Linked DNA regions of Columba livia: regions 1 and 3 are each linked to region 2. A link is a contact called in public Hi-C data. All regions are on one chromosome and are shown on one strand. The core of a region is the stretch at or near the end of the contact, and the rest is flanking DNA. Distances in the headings are between cores, read along the strand shown.

The links. Hi-C and Micro-C count contacts between places; a contact is called where the count stands out from the background.
Region 1: a contact with region 2 is called in a Hi-C map of crop, with 2.9 times the contacts expected there. The contact joins two enhancer-like sites. A contact is called at or near these places in 2 of 2 Hi-C or Micro-C datasets (crop and liver).
Region 3: a Hi-C map of liver shows a contact between it and region 2, with 7 times the contacts expected there. The contact joins the promoter of CCDC146 here to the enhancer-like site in region 2. A contact is called at or near these places in 2 of 2 Hi-C or Micro-C datasets (crop and liver).

The regions. Positions count from the first base shown.
Region 1 is chr1:198,674,958-198,678,400 of bColLiv1.pat.W.v2, reverse strand. All of the region lies in intron 1 of PTPN12 (protein tyrosine phosphatase non-receptor type 12), which reads right to left. Among named protein-coding and RNA genes, the nearest start is that of PTPN12, 21 kb to the right of the region's middle. Within about 2 kb of position 2,065, at least 1 of the 3 cell types and tissues checked has an H3K27ac peak away from gene starts, as active enhancers do.
Region 2 is chr1:198,578,614-198,582,192 of bColLiv1.pat.W.v2, reverse strand. All of the region lies in intron 24 of GSAP (gamma-secretase activating protein), which reads left to right. Among named protein-coding and RNA genes, the nearest start is that of GSAP, 38 kb to the left of the region's middle. Within about 2 kb of position 1,847, at least 2 of the 3 cell types and tissues checked have an H3K27ac peak away from gene starts, as active enhancers do.
Region 3 is chr1:198,488,499-198,491,995 of bColLiv1.pat.W.v2, reverse strand. CCDC146 (coiled-coil domain containing 146) reads right to left here and starts at 1,534. Exons shown (of 18, transcript XM_065049114.1): 1 at 1,411-1,534. FAM185A (family with sequence similarity 185 member A) reads left to right here and starts at 1,679. Exons shown (of 8, transcript XM_065049156.1): 1 at 1,679-2,276. The coding sequence starts at 1,889.

The sequences.
Region 1 (3,443 bases), core at 816-3,315, 96 kb before region 2:
CTAGGCAAAAAGCAGAGCTGTTTGTGCAGTCAAGAAACATGGCAACCGAGATCTGTGTTTGGGTCCAAATTACCTTACTGCAACATGTCTACAACTCCAAGGTGCTGTTCCCTTCAGTTACGTGACATCCTTTAGCATACAGTTGAATTGCTATGTGACAACATGAGTTCAAGGTTAAATATGCTGATGTTGGACATGCAAACCATCAAAAAAAGACAACAGTTTTATCTTTCACCTTAAGTCTTTTTTTCTTTCCTTCCTTCAAAACCAGGCTTGAAACTTGTAGAGAAATACAGTATCTGTACAGACCTTCAGTAACATATAACAGACAAGATCAGGATACTGCTAATATAGCTACATAAGTTCACAATTGACAAGCAGAACACCCACAAGGTTTTAATGACTATTGCCCCTCCAAAAACCCATAATCTAAAACATTTCCAGACAAATACAAGAAAGAAAAGTTTTGACAAGCACTGAATCAGTACTTCTATGCAATAACATACACAAGGAATATTTAAGGGAATGTAAAGGGAAAGAGAAGCTATCAAATAGAAAATAGTTTTCTATTAACTGGAGAAAACATGCTTACAACTATTTTCACCCCTTCTTTGAGGCTGCGTCTGGAAGCCAAGGAATGTGCTAGTTATAAAGAGGCCATTTATGATTATGTTCAATAGCATTTTAAAAGCCAGAAAGAAGTAGCCTCATTAAAGATACAAACTTGTACTAAGACTTCAACTGTAACAACCCCAGCTAATAACCCATGCAATACTTATGGATAGATAAAGGAATTTCATGTCATAATTGTCTATCTTTGTAGTATCTGTCAATTTTTGCCTAACAAACATGTTTCTCCATTAAGCTTTTTGTTTTAACAGCTGAACATTCAAGAGTTGGAAGTAACACTGCTAAATGCCCAAGTAGTATAAACTCTACCACTTACATTTGTTTCTGCTGCATTCAATAAATCCCTAAGCCTTCTCCACACATGCTATATTGGATAGAATTCTCTTCTGCAACAGTAACATAGTCATACACACAGCAGTTCCTGCTACCTCACAGTACTATCACTCGTATAGAAAATGTTTTAGTTTCCTCAATTTGTTCAGTGAGTTCCTTCAAAAAAAAGGAAGAGGCTGTGATTTTTCTCAAATATAACAATTTCAAATATATTGTCTGACATAGCATTAACACAAAGTTCCATGGTAACCTTAACCACAGGTATTCTCAGGCAATGCAAACCCAAAAATGACTAGCAAAAGAAAGAAGTAGTTGCCTCTTCCGCAGCCCTATATTAATTTCATTAGAAGACCCAGAGAGAAAAATACTACTGTGAAGTTACTAAAAAGTCAATTGAAATAGTTTTAATGAAATCATTTGAAGTTTAACCTTCTTAAATTATGAAGGTTTTACAGGAAATTTTAAATTCTTAAGACTCATAAAAGCTTGCATCAAAATAAAGGGTCAAGTAAAAACCATATTGTTTGTCCTCTTTTAAAACCAGCGCTAAGAACCTCAATCTCTGATACTTCAAACAAAAAAAGCCTTTAAATAGATTTTATTGCCTTTTGTACAGCAAAGCTGCAAGTCAAACTTCAATTTCCAAACAGTTTGTAGGTTGCCTTTATTATATTTATAATGTAATTACTTCTGAAATTCTTCTGTTTTGAAGAGAAATGTTTGTCATGTGAAGTATACACTCAATCACATAAAGGTTTCTAAATGAGCCTCTCATTGATGTTCGTACCCTGCAGGCAATGTTTGTTGCACAGCTCCTTTGCAAAATACAGTCCTTCTCCAGTGCCAAATTTCAACAAATAAAAAGTTAAAGTCAACTGGTAAAACAGTTCAGGCAAGTGCCTTGTCAATCAAGCTGCTGATACATTTTAAATAGCCCTCAACTGTCAGCACTTTAAAAAGCTGAATATTTACAATCCAGAGTGTAGAAGTAGGCAGTCTGTTTGGTAAACAATAGCAAACCATCATTAAGTTTTTCTCTATCTGAAATACAAACAGCTTTATTCAACACCCCCAGGTTCTGGATGACAGATATACTTCCAGATGTTTCAGAAAGACATGGGAATACCTTCAGATGCAGCCTCAAGATCATTATCTACAATTCTCATGCATGTGGAATAAGTGACACAGCAATGAGACTCCACTTCCTTTCTTGAGAAAGGAAGCTGTTCTAATCTGAGCTTCAAACAAGTATTTGGTATGGTGCCAATTCAAAAGAAGAGTATGTGAAATTTTACAAGAATTCAGGCAAGACAGAGACACTTCAGTTTGTTTTTACAAGGAAAAATATTGAAAAAAACCCAAACATCTGACTGAAGGGATTTCACCAGCAGAGTTTCTCAAAACCAATCAGGCATTTTCCTTTGTGACTTCTCATGGAAAGCAGAACACGTTAACAAGCAGTAGATGACCAAGCTAGACAATAATCAGTAAGAGGGGAAGATGAGAACACTACATAAAGCAAACAGGCAGATTCTCAGCGTAATAGGAAAAAAACATAAGTTTAAAAAATGCCAAATAAAGTTGTATTCTAGAAACTGACACAAAAGGAGGAAATAAAGACACAGGATATTTACTGATAAATGGGCTGTATTCAGTAGTAAGTCCCACATGCTGGAATATTTCTAGAGATTAGACAACAAATTATCAACAGCCAAGAGGAGATGAAAGCTATTTTTCTTCCTTCTTAATTAAAATATGGGGGTCAGTTGACCCTGTGATTTTTCATGGACTATACATTCTTATTTTTCTGCATAGTCTGATAGTAATAAAACTGATTCAATTTGAAATTACTGAAGACAGAAACATTCATATACTATTTTATCTATTGCTTGCATTGCTTAAGTGCCCTTCAGCACAAAAAGTGTTAGTAGCCTTCACATTTTGTTTTCTGGTATTTCATATAAAACATGAATTCTTTTTTATGTTAATGTTTTTGGTTGTGGTAGTCGGTTTTACTTAAGGATACTTCCTCTGTAACCAAAGAATACCAGCAAACACTCAATCTTCACATCTTCCAGTGAAAAATTCAATGTTTTCTTTGGACAAGGAAACAATATTGTCCTTTTTAAAGGCCACAAAACATTTAGGTCTAACACCCTCGTTCTAAGCACAGTCAGTCTACACTTTCTGGGACTCTTCCACCATTAAACAGGGCCCAAAGGGCTTCTTTTGACTTTAAGACATAATTTGAATGCCTTGAAATTATATTTTGTTTTAAGCTAATTAAGGAAGTTAATAGTTGATGAATAAATCCAAACCAGTACAATGTTGTTTAACAAGCACTAGTGCCAAATGACTAAAACCCTCAGATATCAACCCACCTGCAGCGATGGTGTGAACTGCTCACAGGCACAATGACAGGCTCAGTCCACAGCAACTACCTCTGACTGCAGAACATGCCATGCTTAACTACTAGATTA
Region 2 (3,579 bases), core at 598-3,097:
AATCCCTGTATATTACACTGCAAATTTGCTTTCCAAATTATTCTTTTTGTTTTTCATCCTCTTAAAGAGAAACTTTAAAAAATAAGCTGCAAAAATTGTGCATAGAAATTACCATATCTGCTTTTGTCTGTCTCAACATCAAGTCCTTTAAATTTAAAACGTGGAGTCCAAAAAAGCTCGCGTGGCAACTAGTATATAATGTTCTTTGCGCTAGCACTGTCACCCTCTTCAGCAGCAACTCCCTTCAGCGCTGTTTTCCAGGGTTGGAAATCTCAGGAACTTTCTTGAGGCTGCATCTTTTTGAAAGTGCTGAGCACATGATTTGTGCTGTCGGTGTTAGTGTTCTCTGAGCCACTGCACCTGCCGCTGAGGTTACTGACCTTGTTCATCAGGCCTCGCTCTATAGCTTGGCAAGTTGTTTCACTGGTAATTGTCAGTCTTTTCCGTATCTTTATAGGAAAGAAAAAAATCTAGTTGCTGATTAAACTAGGAACAGGACAGCATGAGCCAGAGCTTTGTACCTGAAAACAGTGCTGAAAAAAGCAGAAGTGGAATGTTTGTTCTCCTTTCATTTTTTTCCCAGTTATCATTCTTAATATGAACTAAGGTTAAAAATATGAAAACACCTATGCAGCCTTGATATGCAAGACTAAATTATTGTAGACTAAATCTTATTAACAAAACAAATCTCAGCCCTCCCCATCAGCAAAAACTTAGGGTTTTTTTTAACATAACCGGAAGCAAGAATTCTCTCAATTCAACTTACAGAATTCTCCACTAGACAAGTTAGTTAGAAAAACTACTGTAAACAAAGATAAGATATCTCTAAAAGTTGATTCTGCCCTCTGGCTGATATATCTTGGGTGCTCTTTGGAAATCTTTAGAAATTATTTCATTGTTGGACTTGGGTTTCTGTTTATCCTGATCAGAAGCCCTTACATCTTAAGCCTTTTTATATCCTAAATGTTTGGAAGTTCTTCAGGGGAATGAATTGTTATGATTCTTAGTACTGTTTTCTGTAGCTGAGCTACTGAAACTAATGAAACAGCAAGAGACTTGAAATGATTTGCTTGTCTGTTTGCTTTCATAAAATTCTGTTTTATTACATTCAGGAGCAAAGGAGTGGCTGAGAATAGGGCACCATTGTGTGTAGCCGCTGTGTAAATCAATTGCAGCTGAAGTCGAAGTAGCTGAGACATGGGGGCATTAACAGTTTCTCATAAAACAACAGTGGCTGGTTGCTGTCAGAACTGTGTGTGTTTGTGTACAGAGAAGTAATGTGGGGAAGTGTGAATGAAATGTCTCAGTGGAAATTCCCGTGTTTGCTAAGGAGAACTGCAGAGCCTGGGTTTGCCTGGTTACCAGTTCATATTCCACTTTGCCTGCAGTAGTGGTTTGCATGTCCATGTTCTCTCTCTCCCCTGTGTCTCAGCTTTACTCTGTATCTGTTTCTCTCATTATTTTCATCTCAGCAGGGCAGGGAAGGGGGGACATAACTTACAGAAACAGTGTGACCTTTGCTGTTCTGACAGCAAGTGGAAGAGGAGGCAGAGGGAACAACCAGCCTGTGGCCCAAGGCAGACCAGAATAGACTGTTAAAGGTTCTCTGACAGTTGCTGCCGTGGCTGCACCTTTCTGACTGCTGCCTGTGGCGAGCTGTCACCTGAGGTGGCCTCAGCTGCAGAGGAACAGAAGGCAGACACCATTTGGATTCAAGTTTCCTCAGAAGAAGGACTGTGTCATACTCCTTGCACAGGAGGCAATCTTGTCTTACTCCCTTTTCTCCTTTGGTCTTGAGTCTTTTCTTTGCCTGCTTCTATGTCTTTCCCGTAGGAACAGCCACAGAAGCTGAAAACTTGTGGTTCCAAATGACCTTAGTGGAACTTTAGCCTGCTCAGATCCTTTGCTTGGAAATGTAGATGGCTGGAGACAGCAAGCTGCTTTGCAAGTGTCAGCCTAAGCCCTACTGCATGCACTGTTTTGCCATGGATCATGTGTTCTTTTACTAGTTTAGAGCAGTCCAAGGGAAATGGTTTCTGATACATGCCCAGGAAAGCTTCATGGAGTATGTCTTTGTTACTGAATGAAGAATGGCTTTGCCTGGAAGGTGTGGGCTTAGCTCTTAATTTGGTTCCCCCAGAGACCCGCTGCTAGCCTTGGCGAGGAAGCTGCTTGTACTCCCTCTAGAAAACAGATATTTCCTTTCTCCCATGCACGTTGTCATATGTGTCATGTGCTGAAAAAAGTTCGGGATATAGCTTCTGTTTATGTATTTTCTATAGTGTTCATTGTGGCTGATCTCCAAAGCAAGTAGTGCTGTTGGTGGGGGTGTAATGTCACAAGTATTTAAGTATTTTGTGATAGCTAGATTGACTATGGCTTAATAGTTATCTTTCTATACTCTGCAGAAGCTGTACAGTTGGCTGTAATGCAAAGGAAAGAATATTGGTTCTGGAGTATCATACCTGTGAAAACAGTTTTTGTTGTACAAATAGTAAGAGGTGATTCTGGAGTCTGGAAGAAGCTTCCCTTCACCTCACTCTGGAGACATTCAGATCCCGCCTGGACACCTTCCTATGTAGCCTCATCTAAGTGTTCCAGCTCCAGCATGGGGATTGGACTAGATGACCTCTTGAGGTCCCTTGCAATCTCTAACATTCCATGAATCTGTGAACACTGACCTTCAGATCCAGCTGTAGCTCCCAATGCGGAGGCCTTAGCTATACCCTGTGTGTTGGCCAGAGGTGAAAGTCATTCCAGCAGCAGTTGTGGTTCTTGTGACCCTTCTCTGAAAACTGGAAACCACGCATTTCCTGGGAAATGAGTGGAAAATCATGCTACACTCCAGGGAGATTAAACTGGAACTTTCCACTGCATCCAGAAAGTATGAAGATGGAAAGTATTATGTGATTATTCTGCATCAGGTGGCTGTGCAAGGCTGGATGGAGTGGTGGAGGGGAAAGGTGCTACCTCATAGAGCTTTCTGGCCAGGGTGCAGAGGAAAGCACTTGAGCATTTCTGAAGACCAATATTCCTGTTCTGGCCTTTGCATATGAACTTCTCCAGTGTGTCCTGTTTCTGTTTTGCTCAGAGCCTGTGCCAAGTTAATAGTTGGAAGGGGCAGAGCCTATGAGAAAAGAGTAGGGAAAAGGATTCCTAGATTCTGGCTGTCTTGTGGTGACGGGTTTGTAACTACATGTGACACCTCTCTGCAAAATGGGGCCTGGACTTGTTTCCTGGGATTGATTAGTGCACTTTGAGGCACAGAGATAAAAGGTGCAGAGGAAGAGTCTCTTTTCTGTTGCTGAGATACGGAAGTGGTTACACATGACAGCCAGGAGGGGCTGGCTAGAGGATGTTATTTCAGCTCTTTCATGTGTGGCTTCTCTTTTCCAGCTGCAGGAGCTTAGGAGGCCCAAGTGAGAGCTGGGCTTGTGGCTTTTGTGTGCTGACAGTCTGCACTGGGTGTCAGCCTGGGAGCACTAAGATGTGACAGTGTGGGCCAAGGGATTGTTGTACTTCACTGTGGACAAAAAGAAAACTCGTTAGAGGAGGAGAGGCATTTGCTTGTCTTGTCTT
Region 3 (3,497 bases), core at 285-2,784, 90 kb after region 2:
CAGTAAAGTGACAACCCCAGATTTCATTATTTATTGTGTTGCAATGTAGCTAAGACAATGCACCTTTCTATGCATGTTTCATGCTCATTACTGGCAATAAACTACAATATGAAAATAATTCAGCCCCTGACTTTACATCATCTATGCCCACACTCCTCCACCTCATTTTTTAAATTATCATACAATGATAATATAGACTATGAAGTCCAAAAAAGTCTTTTTAACTGAATTCAGTTGTTCCCCACTTGTTTGTAAACCTTAGAAGGACAATTGTCTCATGACATTTTTGTACAGAACTCAGAGAAATATTTATTGGGCTGGCTTTAGAACTGCTAGGCTGTATGTTAACTGTTAAAAAGCAGTCACAATGAGTAACTGTTAACCAAGCCGTCTTGACAGAGACAAATTTTGAAGCACTGCAATACCGCTTTCGAAAAAACTTTTTCCAGCACATCTGCCAAACTGCTTCTTCATCCTCTTAATGAGGACATTTCAACACATGCATTCTTACTATAAGCTTAAGTGTAACAAAGACCAGGCTGCCACCCAAAGCCCTGCCATTGCCCCCTTCCCATTCTTCTATCCTGCCTTCTCCTTGCAGGTGTGAAATCCTGTGGCTGCAGAGGCTGAACAGGGTGAAACCTGTTAGTGCACCACAGTCAGCCCAAGTGGACCATGGAAAAGGCCTTCACAGAATCATGGAATGTCCAGAGCTGGAAGGAACCCACAAGGATCATCGAGTCCAGCTCCTGTCCCTGCGTATGACAACCCCACAGTTCACACCATGTGTCTGAGGGTGTTGTCCAGTCTCTTCTTGAACACTGTCAGGCCTGGGGCCGTGACACCTCCCTGGGGAGCCTGTTCCAGAGCTCCAGCACCCTCTGGGGGAAGAACCTTTTCCTAATGTCCAACTTAAACCTACCCTGGCACATCTTCCTGCTGTTCCCTCGGGTTCTGCCATTGGTCACTAAAGAGAAGAGATCAGCGCCCGCCCTTCCTCCTCCCCTTGTGAGGAAGCTGTAACTGCGATCAGGTCTCCCCTCAGCCTCCTCCACGCTGAACAAACCAAGTGACTTTAGCTGCTCCTCATACAGCTTCCCCTCCAAACCCTTCACCAACTTTGTAGCCCTCTTCTGGACACTCTCCATTAGCTTCACAACCTCACGCCCGGAGGCACCTCGGTTTCTCTCGCAGGAGATGGCAGCACGGAGCGGCGGGCAGAGTCCCGGCACCCAGGGACACGGAAGGCGAATTGTGCCCCAGCCCCGCCGCGACTCCTCAAACAGGACTGAGGCTCGACCACCGCTGGACTAGCTTCCCGCCTCTTCGTTGGAGCCACGGTTTTGCCTTCCCCGTCCCCGGCCTCTGCAAGTCCCTCCAGGCCGCGCAGCCCCCGCCGCTGGGCCTTACCTGTGCGGCCGCGGCCGGACCCGCCTCGCCGAGCGCGTCCCCCCGTTGCTATGGCGACGGCGGCTCACCGCCCCTTGCCCTACCTCAACGGCCCTCGGCCCGCTCCTTCCATTCTGATTGGCTCTACCATCCCGCCCCGCTGCCCAATAGAAGCAGACCACAGAAATACTCCGCCTTCCCCTTTCGCTGATAGGCCAATGAGTACATAAAGTCTGCCCCTTCTCGGGCGCTGTAGTTCCTTCCGCGTGCTGGTGAACTACGACTCCCAGAAGCCCGTGGGCGGGGCTGGCGCCTGTCGCTCCCGGTGCGCGCGCCAGCAGCCGCCGCCTGTTTACCAACCGCCCCGGTGCCGCTCCCCGCGTGCAGCTGCGTCACGCGACCCGGCGGTAACGGCTGTAACGGCTGTCCGCCGCCGGGAGCGGCTCCTGTCCCGCCTCCGCTCGCCTCAGGGGCTTCCGCCGCGGCCCCACCGGGCGGCATGAGGGCGCTGCCCCCGCGCTGGGCGCCTCTGGCGGTGCGGGCGGCGGGCGGATGGTGGGGGCCGCCCGCCCCCCGCCGCGGCTGCAGCAGCTCCGCCGAGCCCGGCGGCCGTCAGCCGCTCCAGGAGTGGGCGCTGGCGGTCAGCCCGCGGGGGCGGCTGCGGGTGCGGCTGCCCTGCCAGGTGAGCGTCCGCCCGCTGGACCCGGAGCGCTACCCGGACGCGGACCGTGTGCTGGTGGCCGTGAGCGGCGGCAGCCCCCCGCCCCGCGGCCGGCAGCGGGACCGCGTCCGCGTCGAGTACGACGAGGCGCTGCAGCAGATGGCGATCGTCGCGGACGCCGTGGACAGCAAGGCTGTCGTGGACGTCAGGACGCCCGTGAAGTTCGGTGGGTGAGGCGGGGGCGGGGCGGCTGCACGCCCGGCGGTCAGCCCCACCCAGGGGAGGCGGGGTCGTTCGCTCAGGTGGGGCGCACCGGGAACGGCGCTGGCGCTGCCGCTGCTTCGGCTACAAGCGCCGGTGGCAGCGGAAATTGGGAAATGGCATAATGCCCCCTCTAGTTAAAGAATTTCAAAACGTCCTTTCTCCTCCTCCCCGCCCCCCCACCCCGTTTCCTGACTTCTTTGGTGTTTGGATACGTGATTTGTTGTTGACGTTTTTGTCAGCAATACATAGTGCTGAGACTTGTGCTATTAAGTGGTAGTTGCACTGCACGCTTGTATTTTTACTGACAGCTGGTCTTCCAGAAAAAACGTAACGGCAGCTCAGCTGGGAGTCAACAGCCGTCAGTATGTGCTGTGCACACCTGCAGCTCAAGCATTGTTCCCAGTAGGGCTGTTGGACCGCTAGTGGTAGCTGTGCTGGGTCGCCATCCACAGAGATCAAAAAGGTCTGGAAGGTAACAATATAGATTAAATACCAAGAAGAGCTCCCTTGTCTAGTACAAGTCTTGCATTATCTTTTTGAGCACAAGGCAAAAATCTGCACTGGGTTTCTGGTACAGAACCTACAAACAACTTGGGAGAGCAGCTGTAGTGGCTGAAACCAATAAAAAATCTGCACTGGACAGAAATACTGACAGTGGCTCTAAATTCGTGGAAGGAAAAGGGCAAACTTGATAGGATAATTCCCCTCAATGAGCTGAGGTTTAGAGTGCTTGGCCCAGAGAGATTTGTACTTAGTCATTGATGTGTTTTTTTTTCCTATAGAATTGTGCATTTTTCTGTACAGTACAGAATAAGTTTCACAGTGCTAGAAAAAATGTTCAGTGTGCAAAAAAACACAGTCCTTTGGATTGCCTCAAGTGGTTATTCAACACTGCTGCAGGTGTGGCGTGAGAAATGGTGAATGATCTCATTCTACTTATACTTCATACATGTTGTCTATTACTTTTGTAAAGCATGGTGCTAGCACTTTCCCAAACCCTTACAGTAAACACATTCTGCACCTTTTAACTTCTCTTAATTTTCCCCCGCTATATCTTGAATTCTGCTATGTCTTTTTTCCTGTTTTCATTTAGAAGCAGCTGAACTGTATATCATTCAAAATGGAGAAGTTTTATGGATTTATCATGGCAGCATTCTCCTTTCATTTTCTAGTCTTACTCATC